Linked DNA regions of Sus scrofa: all the other regions are linked to region 3. The links are chromatin contacts, called in public Hi-C maps. All regions are on one chromosome and are shown on one strand. The core of a region is the stretch at or near the end of the contact, and the rest is flanking DNA. Distances in the headings are between cores, read along the strand shown.

Evidence for each region. A called contact is a pair of places that touch in the nucleus more often than the background predicts.
Region 1: a contact with region 3 is called in a Hi-C map of liver, with 2.2 times the contacts expected there. The contact joins two enhancer-like sites. A contact is called at or near these places in 5 of 47 Hi-C or Micro-C datasets (heart right ventricle, liver and skeletal muscle).
Region 2: a Hi-C map of liver shows a contact between it and region 3, with 1.7 times the contacts expected there. The contact joins two enhancer-like sites. A contact is called at or near these places in 3 of 47 Hi-C or Micro-C datasets (liver and skeletal muscle) and 2 of 2 datasets of contacts at active chromatin or transcription factors (alveolar macrophages and skeletal muscle).

Annotation. Positions count from the first base shown.
Region 1 is chr2:145,228,177-145,233,006 of Sscrofa11.1, reverse strand. No RefSeq gene overlaps it. Among named protein-coding and RNA genes, the nearest start is that of NR3C1, 300 kb to the right of the region's middle. Within about 2 kb of position 2,991, at least 9 of the 83 cell types and tissues checked have an H3K27ac peak or open chromatin away from gene starts, as enhancers often do. A contact at or near this core is called in liver, where this site is marked.
Region 2 is chr2:145,187,840-145,192,624 of Sscrofa11.1, reverse strand. No RefSeq gene overlaps it. Among named protein-coding and RNA genes, the nearest start is that of NR3C1, 260 kb to the right of the region's middle. Within about 2 kb of position 2,549, at least 7 of the 83 cell types and tissues checked have an H3K27ac peak or open chromatin away from gene starts, as enhancers often do. A contact at or near this core is called in alveolar macrophages, liver and skeletal muscle, where this site is marked.
Region 3 is chr2:145,031,776-145,036,260 of Sscrofa11.1, reverse strand. No RefSeq gene overlaps it. Among named protein-coding and RNA genes, the nearest start is that of NR3C1, 100 kb to the right of the region's middle. Within about 2 kb of position 2,715, at least 5 of the 83 cell types and tissues checked have an H3K27ac peak or open chromatin away from gene starts, as enhancers often do. A contact at or near this core is called in alveolar macrophages, liver and skeletal muscle, where this site is marked.

The DNA.
Region 1 (4,830 bases), core at 1,742-4,241, 200 kb before region 3:
CTTTAAACTTCCTCTCACTGTGTTAGTTACTTGTTTAGAGCTGAGCTTTCCCCACTAGACTGTAGGATCCTTAAAGGCAGGGACGCTGGCTTAACCATCTGTCTCATAACCGATATTTAATAAATACCTTATTCATTTATGCTCTTGGTGCCAAAAATATAGTACTTAACATATAAAAGGTGTTCTCATTGAAAGTAAGTAAATGAAGGAAAGAAAGAGGGTGTGAGTGATGGCTACTGAGGCCAGAAAGAAAACTCATTTCCTATAGACTGGTAGCCAGTCTGACTGTGCTTTCCAATGGTCAGTTCAACCTAAGTGAATTAGTCTCCAAATGGAAATGACTTGGCCTTGGCCAGTCCTCTACTATTATCACAGGACTTCAGTCACTTCCCCTTTGAGGTAATTTTCCCTATTAAAAACATAATCAAAGAAATTCAAACAAAACCAAGCCTCGGATATTATTTACATTTCTCTCGTCCAACAAAACTCAAGACAGTTCTTTCTGGTCTCGTTTTTGCTGGTTTTCAGCTAACCTGACTTTTTAACATTTCCCTCTAAGATAACTTCATGGATGTCCCAGAAAATTCCACTAACACAGCAATTAATTCAGTCTCCTGACAACTAGACTTCAAGCTTCCCCAGGGCCAGCTGCTAGGCACTCTAAATATGTGGGGCATAGACATGAGACTAAAGAGGCAAATGCATCTTTTCCCAAGAGGGGAGATTTTCCTGAACAAAAAAAAAATTAAACTCTGATTCACTTCAAGGAGGAGGTGGTTTCCAGCCGTCTGGAGAGGTAAAGAATGCACATAACTAGAGGTGTGTTTGGAAAGAACCTGTTTGGGTAAGGAGAGAAGCCCAATGTGGTATCAAGCCTCTACTTGCAAAAATCAACTGAAACAAGTCCACATTCAAACAGTGGCGGTTTCTTCGAGCTCAGCAGAGAGTTATCCATGACTCACGAGAAAGGCTAAATGTATATGTTGCCTTGAAAACAAGTTTTTCACATGTGGAAATGAATTACTAAACCTGTTGTGGACACACTGGGTGATATTTACATTAAATCAAACATATTCCACCAGTACCATCCACATCCCAGTGGGAGGATTTGCTCCGTTTTTGTTTCTCTGCTGATCCCTAGTTTTACATTCAATTCTCTGAATAGACAGGGATAGACACAGGATTGTTTTACTAAAATCCCACCCTGGGACAGGTACCCTTGGCTGCCCAGCTCTCTGCCTTTCTTGTCTGCCTGCCTTGCTGGTAGAAGTCTGATTGCGTGGGCGTTCATTCTCCAAGTGCGTGTGTGGACGGCCAGGGGAATGAATGTTAAGTAGCCAAAGCCAAGCCTGGAAGTCCATGCTCCTTACCAGACACTGGTGTGAACACAGGCTGATGTAGCTAACGAGATGTAAATAGATGATATGAGCAATGCATCACAGAGGATTTTTCTTCCCTATTAAAAAGGCATGTGAGAGGAAATGCCCAAATTACTTTATGGCTGGATATCTTACATCTTGTCCTGCACGAGATCCTGTAGTTTTGCCATCTTTGGCTCATGGTAGCCATCTTGCTACCAGGAGAACTGAGCGTTTCCCGCATCCTGAGGGCAGCAGGAAGACAGCAAACACCGCCTTGATGACAGTGTCACATTACCAAAATAATCAAACATGCTTACAGACTTCTTGCAGGATAGGAGCCTCTTCCTGTGAAGAAACAGTCTTGGGCCCTGTAGTTTACTCGCTCAGCTGATACAAGTGGGTCTGATCCCTGTTTTAAGGCAAATTCTCTTAAATGTATTACCTAGCGTCTTTTGAGACAGTGAGGCCAACATGGTAGACAGTTACACATAAATCAAATGCAACACTCCCAAACCCAGTAAGAATGCATAGTTTACAGCAAAAGTTGGTAAACCTTTACAGTAAAGGGCCAGCCAGATCTTTAAAATTTCTCAACTTTGTGGGAGAAATCTCTGTTGCAACTCTATAACGCTGCCAATTTAGTGTACAAGCAGCCTTAGACATATAAATGACTGGACATAGGTATGTTCCAATAAAACTTGACTTTCCGAACCAGGCAGAGGGGCAGATTTCACTTTCAGGGTGTACTCTGCCAGCCCTGGTCCAAAGTCCCCAAGAGGTGTCTCCCCATGTGATGAAAATCCTTCCTGACAGCTTCGTCGTGGGATGTGGGCCCGCCTACTTCCCTGGTTCTGTCTGGTACTCCTCTTTGCCTTCACACCAGACCCTCTGGCCTTTGTGTTCATGAGTCAGACTTTTCTCCCTCCCAGTTCAAGGCCTGGCCATTGGATGATAGCTTGACCCAGAACACTTTCCCCTGGCCCTTGTCCTGGCTAGCTTTTTTCTCATCATTCAGGAGTAGACACTAGTATCATTTTCTCAAAGGGGCTTTTTCTCAGCACTTTATCTAAGCATCCCACGTTCCCTAGTCACTTTGCTGTTGGGCGTATGCTTTATCTTCTTTGACTGTATCAGTGCCCATCCCATATCCTCATCCTCAACTCCCATACCCATTAGATAAAAAGTTTCTTAAGGACAAGGACCTTGGTGATTTTGGTCACCACTCAACTCCCCAAGTCCAGAAATGAAGTAGTAAGTAAATATTTATGGAAGATTGCATGAATGAAACTCTTGTGGGCTCTTACTGACGTAAGGAAATGATTTAGAGTTAGCAAATGAATGCAACAACAGTCCGTTCCTAATCCTACAGTATACTGGTTTCCACACGATGGCTCATGCATGCCTCCTTTTAGAGTTAAGTTTTCTCTATCAGTAGCAAAGTATGTTATCTCTAAACACATAGCTCGATGACTAATAGAAAAGTTAATAGTTAACAATGGACACCCTGGGGCCAGAAGTTAAGAAAAGTTGGGAAGAGGGCATTTTGTTATTCTGCCAACCAAATAATTCTCTTGGAAACACTAAAATAGCCTGTTTGTCACATGGTGAGCTCATTAGGGTTTTCTTTCCATGAAGAGTTTAAACAGGTAGCCTTGGCCTAGACCCAGATCAAGGCCCAGAGCCGACATTCTGCTCAAAGTTCAAGCTGTGTTTTGGGAGCTAGGAAACATCTGCTTTATTGAACAGTGCAAATGAGGGACAGGAGATCCCAAGATTGTGTGAAGGATCCTTTTTGCTGTATAAAATCTCACACACTCATTTTTCCACCAGGCGTCTGAGCATAGGAAAGGATTGCTTGACTTTGCTGACCCATAAACAACCTAGCACAAAGGGTACTTAGAGATGGAACAACGCAATTGGAGGAGTGAGGGGGAATGGGGTGACAAGTATGTATGTTTGGGGCTCTTTCCTGATGTGAGTTAATACTAGGTTTTTCAAAGTTTGGGGTCGTCATCTCCACACGTCTCCATGTGAGTCATCCTACCTTAGCCATCACCTGCCTGGCTGTGGGCCGGCCCTTCTCAGACCAGGAAATCAAGTTATAATACAATTGCTAGCATTTGGCTCAGCTTCTTTTAAGCCTTCTCATTAAAATCTGTGAGTCTCCCTTGAAACTCCCTCCCAAATACGTCTTTTAAAATCCCCCAAGGGACACAGTGGAGAACAGAAATGTCCTCGAGAAAAGGGAAAAGAAAGAAAAATGAACAGAGCTCTCATTAATGCTTTTCTTTCCATTGGCTCAGAGGGTCGCTCCCCAGTGTTGTGGAAGCTCATGCTCTCCATTTCCGGTGGAAGAAGGGCCTGTCTCTGTGGCTCAGGGAGTAGAGATGGAGTCAATAGGCACAGGAGCCCTGGCCATTTCAGCTGGCCACACCCAGGGGTCCTGTGTTTATGGGGCAGACATCCTGATCCACAGGGAAAAGCCTGACTGTTTTGGTCCAGCGCTGGAGGCAGCAGGGAGAGCAAACAAAATACACAAAATAATGTCCATACCATGTGGGTACTGCATGCCACTGGGGTAGTCCCTGCTAGTGCCAGCCAAGTATGACCACCTAAGAATACAGGCCCAGAGTTGCCAGATCTTCTGATTCTTCCCCCAAGTCCAGAAATTTTTTTTCCAATTTTCTAGATGTTCTAAATGTTGGAGAAATTAAAAAAAAAAAATGGCTCAAGCCTCATAGGTCAACAAGGCAAGATTGGGCCTCTGGGTTGCCTGGCTTAAGTCACTGTGCCCTTGCCACACAAGTCCATATAGAGACACCAGTGAGCTGGGATGTCCTAACTAGCATCACCTCCCTGGGGGGTGGGGTGGGGGTTGTAGCACATTAAGAGCCAAAGCTTCTGAATAGATGCTCCCATCTTGACCAGGACCAAGAAAATTCTTTTTTTTTAATTGAAAAAAACTTAAATTGAAGCATAATTGATATACAATATTTTATTAGCTTCAGGAGTACAGCATAGTGATTAGGCATTTTATACAATACAAACCGATCACCACAGTGAGTCTGGTGACCCTCTGTCACTCTACACAGTTGCTGTGGCATCAGCGACTATGCTCTTTATGCTGTGCATTACGTCCCGATTGCTTATTTTGTAACTGTAAGTGTGTACCTCTTAATCCTCTTCACCTGTCCTACCCAACTCTGCATTCCTCTTTTCTCTAGCAGTCACTAGTTTGTTCTCTATATCTGTGAATCTCTTTCTATTTTGTGTTTTTGTTTGTTTTGTCTTTGTAGATTCCACATACAAGTAAAATCATACAGTATCTGTTTTTCTCTGTCTGAGCTATTTCACTTGGCATAATACCCCATGGGTACATCCACGTTGCTGCAAATGACAAGATTTCATTCTTTTTGGAGTTCCCATCTTGGCACAGCAGAAACTAATCTGACTAGGAACTATGAAGGTG
Region 2 (4,785 bases), core at 1,300-3,799, 160 kb before region 3:
GGTTTTTGTGGCTGTCCCAGCAAGCCACTCAAGACTCGCCCATACCTATTACAGAGGGACCACAACACAAAAACAATTCATTTCTATGATGACGTTTGTCTGCCCGTGAGTCAGCTGAGTGAGGATCTATAAGGGAGAAAAAGACAACCTTCCTTCTTTATTTATATATATTATCTCTGAGAAGTTTTATTACCAAGAATAAATTGGTAGTATTGCCTGGACAGGCAATACTAAATGAAAGCAGTGATCAAATCTAAAGCAGAGCCATTTGTCATAGTAACATATCTCATCTCAAGGCCTAGTTCGGAAGAAAAATAATTCATGGAAAGGAAGGCCATGAGGCTCTGAGATCTTCAGCGTCTGTATTACATGTAAGAAGCATTGTTGCTTTCTTGCTTGGAATTTCAGCTTAGTGGAAATTATTCAATGATGTAATGTTCCTTTTGAAGCAATGCTGGGAGAAGAGAATGCATCTTTATTACAAGATGCAGAGACATCTTTTCTGAGGCTGCCCTCACTCAAATCACCAATGACCTGCCACCCAGACTGCAGTAGTGGCCTCCTGTCTTCCCACCGCCCCTCCCGCCCCCCTCAGGTACCACCCAGGTTTCTCCATGGATGGCTCAGTCTCACCTGTCAGGTCTCAGATTAAATGCCACCTCTTCAGAGCGAACTTTGTTGACAACACCACCCACCACTTACTGTCTCTGTCTTTTGATTTATTGACCAATCGCTTGTGTAGCACATCCATCATCTCCCTAATCTGACTTATCTGCTGGAGCACTGTGGCTGTCTCCTGGGCTGCTGTGTCTCCACCTGGCACAGGTTCCGGCCAGTAATGGCACACAGTGTTTGTCTAGTGAGTAAACAAGTGAATGATAGAATGGGCTGAGCCGTGGGCTTAATAATTGGCAAATGTTTTCTTGTTTAATCTTATACAAGTCCTCTGATGGAGGAGCTACTCTCCTCCCTTAGAGAAGAAGGAAGTGAAGGCATAGCCGTGGTCTCAGAGCGTGTAGAAAGTGGGGATCCCACAGCAGGCCTAGCTGGCTCCACAGTCACTTTTATTTCTACCAAATTGTTTTGCCTTCCAGTAAGAAATTTTTCTCACCAATGAGAGGCTTTTTAACTTTTTTTTTTTTTTTAATATCTGAAGACCTTCGACTCCAGCCTGCAGAGCTTTGTGGTCTTAGACCAAAGTTTTTAGAATGGTATCTTACCCCTTGAATCTGTCAATACACGTGCCAACCCAAAACTGTCAGGAGGTAGCTTCATGCCAATTCATAAATGTATAGTATTCAGCCAGATAATGGCCATGATTGACATTCTGCCTGATTTATTTTCTTGTGCATAAATCAGGACTGTAGCCTATACACAAGTGTCATTTACAAGGTTGTTTTAGGTTGGGCCCATACACAGCATAAGCCTTCCAGTATAAATGGAATGATACATAGACTGATGTACATGTGAGGGTTTAGGTATATATGTATAAACATACATATGTGTATGGCCACAAATATACATACACATTATATATGTGTGTGTGTGTGTGTATGCCTGCAAATATACATACATATTGCATGTTATGCATAGCTATGTGTAAAATACCCTCTCACTGGGAAACTAACTGAACATGGTCAAAATTTATTTGAAGAAATACAATTCTGAAGAAATGCGATTTCCCATTTAGTCACTGTTTCTTTCTACATGTCTGTTTTCTGACCTAGTTGTTTGAACTAAGCTTTTCTTTCAGGCTTTCAAGCTTAATGTCAGTGGTGTGTTTGCCAGCACATAATTGAGGTTATACTCTAGCTCCATTTTATAACCGAGATCCATGATCCAGAATATCTTCACCTGTTTGAAGCCACACACGTCATTGCCTAGAGTTTGGTACCCTCAGTGCCAATGGGCAGAAGATGATTTAGGTGGTGAGGTCCATGGGGGGTAAGCAGAGGAGGGAGAGAGTCTGCTCCATCGGAGAGGAGCCAGTCTCAAGCTGCAGACGCCCAAATGTCATTGCATTTATTTATATGGTTACCTTCTATTCGTGGAAAATGGTATTAGTTTTCTGTTTACAACAGTGATATTTCATTTCCTTTTCGGGTCAGTGTACTTATGGAAAAAAGATGTCAATTGAAAGCATATTGCATGCATAATTATACAAGCAGCATGCGAGGTGGCAAAAAGTATGCAAGTCATATGCAAATGACTGATGGTAAAAGCAGGTGGAGGCAGCAGAGAGGTTTGGGGGTCAGAGTTCACGGCTTGGTGAGTAAACTGGAGTTGCTTAACCTCAACTTAAAAATAGCTGTGGTAACCTCAGGGCTTTTGTCTGTTCAAATGGAAAATATGTCAAGGGGAACATAGATGCCCCATAAATGATCTTTGTCATGATAATAACTGCTTTTATTACTCTTCCCTGTCATTCATGGCATGGTGTGTGAGGAACCCAGTATGTACTACGTGCTCAGCAAACAGGGACTAACTGTCCATCGTCAACAGCTTCCTTCTCAATAGCCTGTAAACAGACATGTGATTCATGACTCAGTTGTAGCCGATACCAGTCCAGTGTGTGATGTCCTGGGGCCTCTTTGGGGATATGCCCTTGGAGACTGTTATGTATGATCACTCTGGCATACAGAATTCTAAGCAAATAAAGAGTGAGCTCTCTTTCCATGCCAGCATTGCCTACAAGGAGTTAAGTTCTGTGAACAGCAGGCAGCTTTCTATAAAGTAAGGTAGAAGCTCCTTCTGTTTCTCCTGTGATGAAATAAGTTAAATATTAATCATCTGTTTGTTTGAGGTTATAAATGTAAAAGGTTAAAACTGTATCTCGAAAGAATGCCTGAAATTCTTTCCTAGAAAGAATCGTATATCAGGAAATTCAACCACAAATCCAACACAAATTGAAAAAGCTTCTCAGGAAGAAAAATAAATTAAGATGGGCAACCTGAGATGACTGAGAACATAAGAGGCAGGGTTGTATGTTATCTAAGTGCATGGGAAGCTAGTTAAATTTACAGGATCCCATCTCAGGACCCCTGTGCAGACAACCAGAGATAAATGAATTAGAAATGTGCTGACTGCAAGGAAAACTGGGGAACCAGGAAAACGGGAATTAAATGAGACGGTATCCAGTCCCAGAGAAAACAAAGTGAGAAACCCCTAGGAGTAAATGAAGCTTGGCTGAATATAGACACCATAGCACATCTTTCTCTGAAACTGTGTCCTTTTTAAATGTTTTATTATGGAAATTGTCGAGCACACACAAAGAAGTGAGAGTGATGTAACAGTTTTCACAGACCCGCCACCCAGCTTCAACGATAATCCACACTATGCCAATCTTGTTTCATCTGGCCTCATACGATTTGGGCAAGGACTGGGGCTAGAGCACTGAAGGTAAATTTTGGACATGGCGTCAACTTCAATGATGCAAACACTCCAGTATGCATTCGCTAATGCTCAGGAATATTTCGAATAGTTACTATGCTATTATCAATCCTACAAAATAAACAAATTCCTTTTTACCGTCTAATACCTATAAGACTGGTCTAAGTCAGCATTAAAACATGGCCACAAGATGTGTTGGGTTTTTCACCTCTTAAGTCTCTTCTATAACAGCTCCTCTCTTTTTATACCATATATTTGTGGGAAAAATTGAGCCATCTGTCCTCTAGATTGCTACACATTCTGAATTTGTCTGATTGCTTCATTGAAGTATCATTTAACTTGTTCTTCTCTCATCCATATTTCTTATAAATGATGGCTAGATTTAGAGCCTTCCTTAGATTCTAGTTCATGCTTTAGGCAAAAATGTTTCATAGGTGATACTGTATATTTTATTTTTTTAATTCTTTTTTTATTAAAATATAGTTGATGTACAATGTTGTGTCGGTTTTTGCTGTACAACAAAGTGACCCACATATACACACACACACATACATATATAATACACATATGCATATATACATATATAAATACATATACATATGTACATACATGTGTATATACAAACACATGCATTCTTTTTCTCATATTATCTTCCATCATGTTCATCTAAAGAGATCAGATATAGTTCCCTGTGCTATAAAGTAAGATATTTTCTTATTATATTCTGAGGCATATGATATTTCTTTGCCCCACTTTTAGAGATTGAAAGAGTGGGTTTATATGTTCTCAACCTGGTCCCTCCTTTATACAATTGAAACTAGAAACTGTCATACTGAGTGAAGTAAGTCAGAAAGAGAAAGACAAATACCATACGATGTCACTTATATCTGCAATCTAGTATACAGCACAAATGAACCTTTCCACAGAAAGGAAAATCATGGACATGGAGAACAGACTTGTGGTTGCCAAGGGGAAGAGGGAGAGGGTGGGATGGACTAGGAATCTGGGGTTAATAGATGTAAACTATTGCCTTTGGAGTGGATAAGCAATGAGATCTTGCTGTGTAGCACTGGGAACCATATCTAGTCACTTGTGATGGAGCATGATCATGTGAGAAAAAAGAATGTAAACATGTATGTGTGACTGGGTCACTTTGCTGTACAGTAGAAAATGGACAGAACACTGTAAACCAGCTATAATGGAAAAAATAAAAATCATTAAAAGGAATTTCCCATCCACGTTTGACAAACATTTTAGCATTTCCTTGTAGAATGGTGATGATCTTAACCAGCCCTACCTTACGAGCTGGAGTTTTTCTGCAGAGACTCCACCTCATCCACCATTTGATTGCCCTGAAATGCAGGAAAAGCAAGATAAATGCTTGACTCTTTCTCT
Region 3 (4,485 bases), core at 1,466-3,965:
TGGCTTCATTAGAACTAATGACATATGGTCTCTATGCTATGTTTATTCCACTTCCTGGGCAAAAGGCACTTGGAGACTCATTCCAATAAAAGGAGTTGCAGTCTATATATAAGGGGCCTAATCTTAACCGTTGTGATTTTTGATACCAGTTTTCTAAAAAGAAGAAGAGTCAGCACAGTCTGGTTCTTAATGTATCTCTCCAGTGCTCAGCCATGGACCAGCCACTGTGCTCAGTGTTCTATGTGAATTGCCTGTGCGTTAGATACCATACCTATACCCATTTTCACAGATGACAACACGGAGGCTTAAGCTATGAGGTCTGCTACTCCCTTACCCGCCTGACAAACCCCCATCAGTGTCATCCTGACCAGGCTCTCTATGCGACTAAGGAGTGTGTACCTTCTCTTCAGGCTGACTGTGAAGTGTACGAGCAGATTCCTGGGCAAGTCACATCACCTCTTTGCACCTCAGTTTCCTCACTGGTCAAACAGGGAAAACTTTTTACCTCAGATACAACTGTTGTGAGGGTTAAATGAGATGATGCCTGTCAAGCACTTAACCTGAAACAACCTGCCTCTCTCTTCAGGAGCCCCGCCCGTCCCTTCTGGAATATCACACTTTACTTGATCGGAAAGAATTTCCCCAGATGGTCCAGCCTGACAGTCCGCTGTTCCCAGCCAAGGTCGTGTTCCATAGCTAGCTCCACCCCACCCCACCCCACCCCCCGTTTTGGCTTCCTCAGCTGGAAGGTTCATCTTTCATGGTCATTACAACTTCCTTCATCAGTGCCATTAATTCCCAGTCTAAGAAATGTATGAATTCCTGTGATTCTGTTGGTTTCTGGGCTAAAAGATTTAACAGATCTCCAGAGTCACATGCTTCTCTGTTCCCAGGCTTCCTCTTCATAAAAATGAAATCTTAAGGAAATCCATCAGGCCAGCTTGTTCATTCTTAAGGGATGTGCCTTGAAGAAAGGCTTTGCATTATACCTCTGCTCTTGCCAGGCTGCATGAAGTCACCGAGGGCCACATACCACGCTAAATTCTCTCTCTCTTTCTCCTTCTCTCTCTCACCTCCCCACCTACTTGCATATTGTCCTCTGTTTTCAATATCATATATCATTATCATTATCATATCATCCTCTGTTTTCATTATCATATTTTGTCATCACCTTCCCTAGAAGGACATTTAAAAAATAGGCTCTGGAGCCAGGCTTCCTGGGGGGAAAAGTGACCCCACTACTTCCTTAGCTGTGTGATCCTGGTAAACTGAGTGCCCTCCCTGTGCCTAGTTCCTCATCTCTAAAAGGAGATATGAATAGCACCTACCTCATAAGGTTATTTGAGAAGTAAATGAACGGAGCACTTAAAACAGTACCTGGCCCATGGCGACCTCATATGCGATTAGTGTTGTTCTAGTCAATAGATGGCAAACTCTGGTTTTGAAAGGTCAATAACTTACACAAGGTCACGCAGGCTCTGAGGTGCAGAGCTGGCACTGGCTGATGGCAAAGCTGTAGTGATGGCAGTGCTGTGCTGCCTCCTGTTTAACACACACGGTGTACTCAGCAGGCACAGCTGAGCATGGCAGAACACTCAGAAGAGACAAACGCCCTTTGACCATCAGTTTCACTTCTAAGAATTTGACTGAAGCTTGAGCAAGTATATAAAGGCCCACGGATAAGGATGCCTATTGCGACATTATTTGAGATGGCATCAGACCAGGGTACATTTTCAGTGAATAGGAGTTCTCTCTGTGGTGTAGCAGGTTAAGCATCTGGCTTTGCCTTTGCAGGATCAATCCCCAGCCAGGGAACTTCCATAGGCCATGAGTGCAGCCAAGGGAAGAAAAAAAAAAAACTAGAATATAAAAAGGCTGTTAAAATGTAGTACAAACTAAATAAATCAGTGTTTCTCTCTGTATGATCTGTTGAGTCTGAATTTTCATGGAAAATGTCAAATTGACTTTTTAAATATCATTGGGGAACAGGCTGTGGGAACTCTTCCCAGGCTAGAGAGAGAATTGGGACTCGAGTATTCTTTTCCTCTCTCTCTCCTCCCTCTTCTTTTTTTGTTTTATTGAAGTAGAGTTGATTTACAATACCGTGTTAGTTTCAGGTGTACAGCACAGTGATTCAGTTATATATGCATGTTTGTATTATGTATTCTTTTTCGGAGTATTTTCCCCTATAGGTTATTGAAAAATATTGAGTATAGCGCCCTGTGCTATAGGTAGGTCCTTGTCGGTTATCTATTTCACATGTAATAGTGTGTATATGTCAATCCCAAACTCCTAATTTATCCCCCACTGATTCCCCTTTGTTATCTTCCTCTCCCTTGATGGCTCTCCAACTCTGAGCACCAAAGTGCCTCGCATGTCAAGGTTCGCCAGACCTAGGAGCTCAACTTTATTTCCAGAAGGAAAGAGAGTTCCTTTACGGGTGCTGGTGCCTGGCCCACCTGTGATAGGTGGGGTGAGCGGTATGCAACTGGGTCCCCTGCCTATGACCGCAGGAGACACTGCGGTTCTCCAGACTCACGCTGCCGTGTGGACCAACCATATGGAAAACGAATACCTGGATGGTCGGGCAAAGGCTTAGGCTTCTTTTTTTTTTTAATTAAAAAAAAGGTGTTATGCTGTTTAACACAGAGCACTGTGCACTTCCCTTTGCATGTGTAGACACAACCCTGCTTGAATCTGTATTAAAAAATAGAATTGGCAATGGCTTTTGCTCCCCCTGAGCTTGCCAAAAAGGTTGGAAGTGAGCATGCTTCTTCCTGCCTCTCTTGGCTGTGTTCCCTCTTAGAAGCTGGTGGAGACAGGATCCTTCTCTTCCATAACTTTCCCTTGAGCGGTAAGTGGGCTAAGGGGTGGGGTCCAGGAGAAGCACCCCCACCTTCCATAATCAAGGAGGTGCTGATGTAGAAAGATCAGGTGCTGGCAACAAAACTGAGGAGCTTCTGATGAAGTTCCCATGCTGTTTAATCCTTAATCATCCCTCCTGGCATACTTCCCATTGCTACTGCTTGCTTAAAATTGGAAAGGACTAATTGCCTCAATCTGTATTTTCTATAAAGCCAAGCTCAATGCAAAACCCACAGGGACTCCTTGCATGATCACCGTGACCTAATAGGCTATTTTATTTGCTTCCAAGAAGCTTCTTCCATCTTCCTCTTACATTCTAAAATTTTCTTAGTCCCAAGTGACAGTCAGCGATATGGGAGATATCGAAATGCTTCCTGCAGAGAAACAAGATGTTAGTTGAATTCCATACCCATCTCTCCAAATGGGTTTAATTATCAATGCGGTTTGCTGCCATGAACGTGAGTCTTTATGGAAATTACCTTAACTATTTTGTTTTTCCTAAAGACTATTCTGGAGATGAAAATAATCATTAAGCCTCACAGCTTCTACACCAAAAAATGTCAGATTGTTTCAGCTAATTAAAATTGAAATTTGAGGGCTCTTGTGATCTCAAATATGTCATTCAAATGTAGGCTTTCTCAGGAGAAAAAGTTTGTTGCACACTTCAGGAATGAAATTACAAGATCCACCCAAGTTATTGCATAAACTTTTGGTTTCTACACAAAGGCTAATCCTGTGCACATGCAGAGAAGCCCAGCCCCAGGTGCTGTCCCTTCTTTGCCAGAGAGACAGCTATCTCTCCTCCTAATGCTTGAATTCTGCCTTTTGTGAAAATTACCTTAAACCCACTAATAGCCACAGGAGGAAAATATAATCAATCCCTAATAACTTGCAGTCAATTTGTTTGTTAAATCTTTCCCTCTCTTGGAACTCAGAGTGTTTTCCTCCCCATTGCTTTCCTTTCGTAGATATGGCTAGAGGAAGATGCATAGGCAAAATGAGTACATATTATTTAGAAAAGAATTTAATTTCTTACCTCCTAATAAGAGATGTGGTAGGACACAACTGCTTGAAGGGAAGAAGGAAGGAAAAGGTTGGGCTGAATGTGGAGAGACAGAAACAGGAGACAGAAGAAAAGGCATGGAGAACCTTAGCCACAGTGGCATTGGGCCAGGATGGAAATGCTTACCAGGGGAGGGATATAGGTAAGGTGTGAGCACAGAATAAGAGAAACACGCCAATTTCTACAGAAGGCATTCGCATCTCTGGTTACCTGTGCACACCAGCTCTGTAAGAGTAACACATTCCGAAAATAATATTTAGACTTGGAGTCTCACTTTTTATGCATGGAGGTGAATTCTAAGAAATCAGAGCCAGTTTCCAGTCCTGAAAGCATTCCAAAGCGATCCTGTTAACAGTCCAGCTCCAACCAGGTAGCCATCCCTGAGCCAAATAACTAAGAATGCAAGCATGGGGGCGTGGGGCTTCTTCGAGCCCTGAAGAGATGTTCTCACAGAAGGGTTTGAGGCATTCTGTGACTTGTGTGACCTCAGGGAAAGTAACTTTACCTGCGGGAGCCTCTGCTTATCAGTAAAATAGATCATACCTCCTCCTGTAAGG